2 separate regions of the Cricetulus griseus genome follow, and region 2 is linked to region 1. The links are chromatin contacts, called in public Hi-C maps. All regions are on one chromosome and are shown on one strand. Each heading gives the region's core, a stretch centred on a gene start, on an enhancer-like site or on the middle of the called end of the contact. The rest is flanking DNA. Distances are from core to core; before and after follow the strand shown. Region 1 overlaps Dcaf5 (DDB1- and CUL4-associated factor 5). Region 2 overlaps Actn1 (alpha-actinin-1).

Evidence for each region. Hi-C and Micro-C count contacts between places; a contact is called where the count stands out from the background.
Region 2: a contact with region 1 is called in a Hi-C map of fibroblasts, with 3 times the contacts expected there. The contact joins two enhancer-like sites. A contact is called at or near these places in 6 of 8 Hi-C or Micro-C datasets (the CHK-Q cell line, the CHO-K1 cell line, the CHO-S cell line and 2 more).

Annotation. Positions count from the first base shown.
Region 1 is chr5:123,265,074-123,267,772 of CriGri-PICRH-1.0, forward strand. All of the region lies in intron 6 of Dcaf5 (DDB1- and CUL4-associated factor 5), which reads left to right. Among named protein-coding and RNA genes, the nearest start is that of Mir1843, 15 kb to the left of the region's middle. Within about 2 kb of position 1,393, at least 2 of the 6 cell types and tissues checked have open chromatin away from gene starts, as enhancers often do. A contact at or near this core is called in the CHO-K1 cell line and fibroblasts, where this site is marked.
Region 2 is chr5:123,433,414-123,436,112 of CriGri-PICRH-1.0, forward strand. The region is part of intron 3 of Actn1 (alpha-actinin-1); the gene reads left to right. Among named protein-coding and RNA genes, the nearest start is that of Actn1, 61 kb to the left of the region's middle. Within about 2 kb of position 1,333, at least 3 of the 6 cell types and tissues checked have open chromatin away from gene starts, as enhancers often do. A contact at or near this core is called in the CHO-K1 cell line and fibroblasts, where this site is marked.

The DNA of each region.
Region 1 (2,699 bases), core at 143-2,642:
GTCCCTTTTTTCCTTTGTGTTTTTGTTGATCTTTTTCTATCATCTTTTAACCTGTTATACATGGGATTATTTTCTCATGACTAATATGAATATATAATAAATGTAATAATTTCTTCTCTTACTGCCAAGAAAGTAGGCTGCAGGAAAGATGAAATAGGTAAAGAAAGTAGATACTATGTTTTCTTCAGACTATATTAGCATCCAAAGCATATGGTATCTTTAAAACACTCAGATCAAAGGCCTCTGCCGACAGGTAGACCCTGGTCTCTCAATCTTAGCACTTAGTATTTTGGCCTGATGAGTCTCTTCTGTGATAGGTTGGTTGTTCTGTGTGTTGTGAGATGGGTAACAGCAGGGGGCCTCTCCTCACTAGATGCCAATAATGTCATCCTCATTTGTCCTCCTGAAAGACAAAAAAAAAAGTCAAACATGGCCAAACGCCCCTTAAAAGAGGAATGTGTTCCCTGGTTGAGAAACTAATCTAGAGATTGTAAATACCCAGCATGCCCAGAGGCACTTGGGTAGGTATTGTCAGAAGCAGAGCCATGTAAAGTGGGTTTTGCCTTGTAGATTAATATATAATGATAAAAAAACATTGAGCGAGGGCAGTGGTGGCACACGCCTTTTTAGTCCCAGCACTCAGGAGGCAGAGGCAGGGGGATCTCTGTGAGTTCAAGACCAGCCTGGTCTACATGAGCTAGTTCCAGGACAGCCTCCAAAGCCACAGAGAAACTCTGTCTCGAAAAAACAAAAACAAAAAACAAAACAAAAAACCCAAAAAACAAAAAACATTGAGTATCTTTTGATTTTCTTTGTTCAGATTTGACTAAGTTATTTTTATGGCTTTTATCCTAGTGAGAGTTTATAGACATTATAGTTTCTTTGATAAACTACATTGCTTTTGGGTTACAGTAAATTTTTTTTTTTTTTTTTTGGATGAAGAGGATGTGAAAGTTATTAACTCTGGCCTTGAATCAGTCTTCAGTCTACTTGTATCCCCCTTATAGATATCAGAGACATCTAACCCTGTGGGTTAGGAAATAGATTTATGTCTGACATTTTTGTTTATTCCTTAGGGACTAAGAGCATAGCTAACCCATCATTGTCTTTTCTCCAAGTCCCAGGATGTAGTAAAAGCACAATAAATACTTGCTGAAGTCACTCGTTGAGTACTTTGATCAATGTGTGGTATTTAGCTTTCTGGACAGAAAGCTTCTACAGCTGTAAATCAGGATTGATAATCATTTCTTCTGTTCAACTTTGAGAGGCCTTGATTAGGATGAATTAAGTAATGGATTTATGATGAAACTAGTCCTCTAAGCTCATAGTTTTAAGTGTACAAACAGTTTTAAGTGCCAGACAGATTTACTGTCCTAGTCGTGGAACATGTCTCTCAAAAGTGATTCATAGACTCTGACTTCCTCCACAGTCAAGGCTTACTCAGCCAGTTAACTGTGATCTCTACAACTGGGAGTATTTTACTAGTCCAGACAGGATCTTCTTGCTGCTTTTAAGTTGTTTGGGATAGGGTCTCAATATATTTGCCTAGTCTGGCCTCAAACTTGCAATCATAATGTCTCAGCCTTCTAAGTGGGTAGGATTACAGGCATTTGCTACTACTTCCATGTTTATATTGTCATCATTCCTATGTCTATACTCTGAAAACTCCCGTACCCTGGGGCTCTGTGCTGTGCACTCTTTATTTAGTCATAGGCAGGGTAATCATCCTAGAGAGGAATTTGAGAATTTCCATAATAGGAATGAATGAACATGGATGATCCTATCTATCTGAGACAGCCTTCTAGCTTTTAATTACAAGGAAATTAGTCAGGCCCATGAATGGATTCAGATATTGTGTCGGAGGGCCTGAACTTATTTTATTTTTTTTTTACTATCTTACATTTAGTAGGTAGTTTATTTGCCTCAAAATAAAATTAATATTTTGAGAAATAAGACCAAGGAATAAAGTATGAAATATTGCTGATACCACTTTGTGTCTTATAAGTTCTAATCACAGAGCTTTCAGAGATCATTTTGAACCAATTCTTACTTTTGAGAAAGCTGAGGTTCAGAAAGGTAAGGAGCCCAAATTGCACATGTGTGCTTACAACTGATACATATGTGTTTACAGCAAGGACTAGAACTCAGACTCTTAGGAACATGACAGACTACAAAAATGAGTGAATTTGTCTGGAGTACACAATAAGTGGAAACTCTGGGCAACTGGAAAGCCTGTATTCTGTTAAAGTGGGGTAGCTTCCACTCAGTTTCAGTCCATCACCACCATGACAGCCTCTGTGTCGTCAAGTAGATGATTTTTTTCTTTAAACAAAGGTAGATTTTCTTGTGAAATCTTTTTTTTTAATTACTGTAGCAAGTTGATACCTCACTGTAATAATAGAGCAAATCTGTGTGTTATCTGTACTCTGATATGGGCCATCATGAGATCTCTGTGCCTTACTCCACAGGGTATTTTATCTCATGTTTGCTTTCATGGTCTGTCTGATTAATAGGTGAATGAAAACAATATTTCCTAGCTTTGTGTCTTTTAAAAGTAATAAAGCAGATGTTTGCTGAACATTTATTATGCTCCAGATGTTATGGTGGCCCAGTTCACATGATCTTGCATGGTTTGATTTTCAGTCAAAGCTCTCTCTATAGTTTTCTATCCCTGCTTTAGGCTGGCTACTAATGCATGG
Region 2 (2,699 bases), core at 83-2,582, 170 kb after region 1:
TGTCAGCAGTGAAGTTCAGTAGTAGTTGCAAAAATCATGTGGCCAGCGAAGCCAAAACTATTCCTTGGCAGGTCCTGTATTGAGAGCATCAGCTGACCCTTGTCTTACCTATGCGGTTGGTGCTCAAGGTGGTGGCCACACCTCTGGATCCTGGCAACCCTGCAGCTTTGACCGTCTCAAGAGCAGAGGCTATGTTCTCTTAGACCTGTGGCCACAGCTTCTAGCTGCTGATGCTGGGTGTATGTTCAAAGCACATGTGTGTGGCAGGTACTCACTTTGTGGCTGGAAAAGCATTTTTCTGCCTCTTAATAAAAAGAAAAGAACATCTTGTTCTACTAGGGAAGGCTGAAGCCTGGCAGAGTTTTCTCAGGCAGGGGAAGCCAAGAAAAGTGCCACTCAATGGTCTGGCACCAGTTCAGGTCCCCACTAAGGTAAGGGAGGAGAGATTGTGGGAAATGGGCTTGGGTGAGGACTGTAGTGAATTGGAAAGAGCTTTTCCTTCAAAGAAGGCTGGGCTCACATAGATCCGATCAGCTGTTGCTGAGTGGGAATGCAGGGCCATTATGGCAGGTCTAGAAAAAGAGAAGTCAGCAAAAGCAGAATTTAAGAAAGGAAAATTTGGCAAAGGCTAAGCAAAAAGGAAGGGAGAGAGGTGGCAGATGCTTGAGTATGTCTTGAGCTAGCCTGACCCTGACTCAACAGGAAGCATCCCAGGGTTACCTCCTCAGGATAGGCTGGTGACACAGGTTTGACAGGCTGTCTTTTAGGGTGAGGGGTGCCAGGTTCAGAAAAATTGCCAGAGGTAGATTGCAGGTTGCTTTGAAACAGAGGGCACCTGTTCAGGCTCCATGGCTGAGGTCTAACCCTCATCTGTCCTGACGGGCTCCACTGTGTCCCCTGGGGTCCAGGACTGAGAATAATTAATGGGGCTGAGGCAGTGAGGGGCTCCTTAGCTGAGCGCACCCCACTGTCCCTGTCCCTCCTGACCCGAGCACACCCCACAGTCTCTCCTGATCTTAACACTCCATTGCCCCTCCTTTTCTCTGGTGTTAGTTTTGCCTCTTCGATGTGACTTAGAATTCACCGAGTTCTGAGGAAGGGGGAGAGGACCCCAAAAACAATTGTCCCACTCGTGCTTGAAAGGTCCCGGGGGGAGGGAGGGTGCGTCATGGAGTCAGGCAGAGGGGAGGAACACCCCCGTTCCAGGAAAGCTGAACTTGAGTGTCACCGCTTTTATAAACTAAAAAAAAAATTTCCCCTCAGAGTCAGAATGCTGCCCATAAAATTTCATTGTAAGGATTTCTTTCCCCTGAGTCATTAAAGCCTCAGGAATGCAGTGTGGATGGGTCTGTTAATATCTGCTTGAGCAAGGTTGAGCTGTTACCTGGGCCTGCCTTGGGAGTGGCTAAGCACTGATAGTTTCTCCAGGGCTAATGACAGGCCTGTGTGCCTCTGCCCGCCTCTTACACTATTATCAACCTCTCCCTCTCTCCCTCCCTCCTTCCCTTTCTCCTTCCCTCCCTCCCTTCCTCCTTCTTTTCCTTCCTCCTTCCCTCTCTCCCTCCCTCATTCATTCACTCACTCACTCACTCACTCACTCACTCACTCACTCATGGAGGCCTTACTCAGTGCTAGGCCTGTACTGGGCTCTGAGCAGTGATGCAAGACTGTAAAGTCTGATCCTTGTCCATCCAGAAGACAACCAGAAGTACCTATGATATCATGTAGAGAGTAGTGAAGCATCAGTGGGTGGTCAAGGAAGGCTACAGTGAGATGGCCTGCGGGGAGGGGAGGGACAAGCCCAGTGGATATCCCGGGAGAGGGAACAATGAGGATGCCAGAAAGGGTGCAAGGAAGGGCCCAGGAGGCTCAACCAGCCTGAGAGGGCCTTGTGGGCCCCTGGACTCTGGGTGGGGTGGAAAGCCATGGCTTTGAGCAGAAGGGCGGTGGGGCTCTGGGGACTTAAGTCACTCTTTGTCCTTTGAACATAGCTTCCATGATAAATAACTGAACTACAGGGTATTTAGACAGAAACCTTACTCTGCACTGCAGGTCTGGCTGGGGACAGAGATAGGATTTCATTGCCAGAATTGAACAGCTTTGAGATGCTTGCTCCCCATAGCCAGCTTCTTCAGACAGGTTTTTTTTTTTTTTTCTTCCCTTTTTAAAGCCAGTTTATGCTTCTGGTTGCAGTGTAATAATAATGTGTGTGTTTAAATTTGTTTTTAAAGTTTATTAATTTAACATCTGGGAAAATGATACCTAATTTCCTGTTTTGTATTTGTCCATGTCTCTCGCCGGTTTACCTGTGAGAGCTGGGAGTCTGTGCCTATCAATTTGAACTTTTTCAGCGTTAGGGTTGTTAGGATACTGGAGATTATAGATGAAAATACATCTTTAAAAAGATAATCCATTATGAGGTGGGGCTTGTAACCACACACACCTGTAACCCCAGCCAGCATTTGGGAGGTGGATGCAGGAGGATCCACCCGGTCAGCCTGAGTACATGACTCTCACCCATCCCAGCTTTCTCATCCTGATTTTAATGCCTCCCCCGCAGCATTTTCTGCAAACTTCTGGATGAACGTGCTGATCAGGTGCTATCTTTGACTCTCAGCAAGAAGAATTACATTGTGTCTCATGTCCCAAGTGAACACTGGTGTTCCTTTGCCCGGCACACCAATGCAGACCCAGTGCAG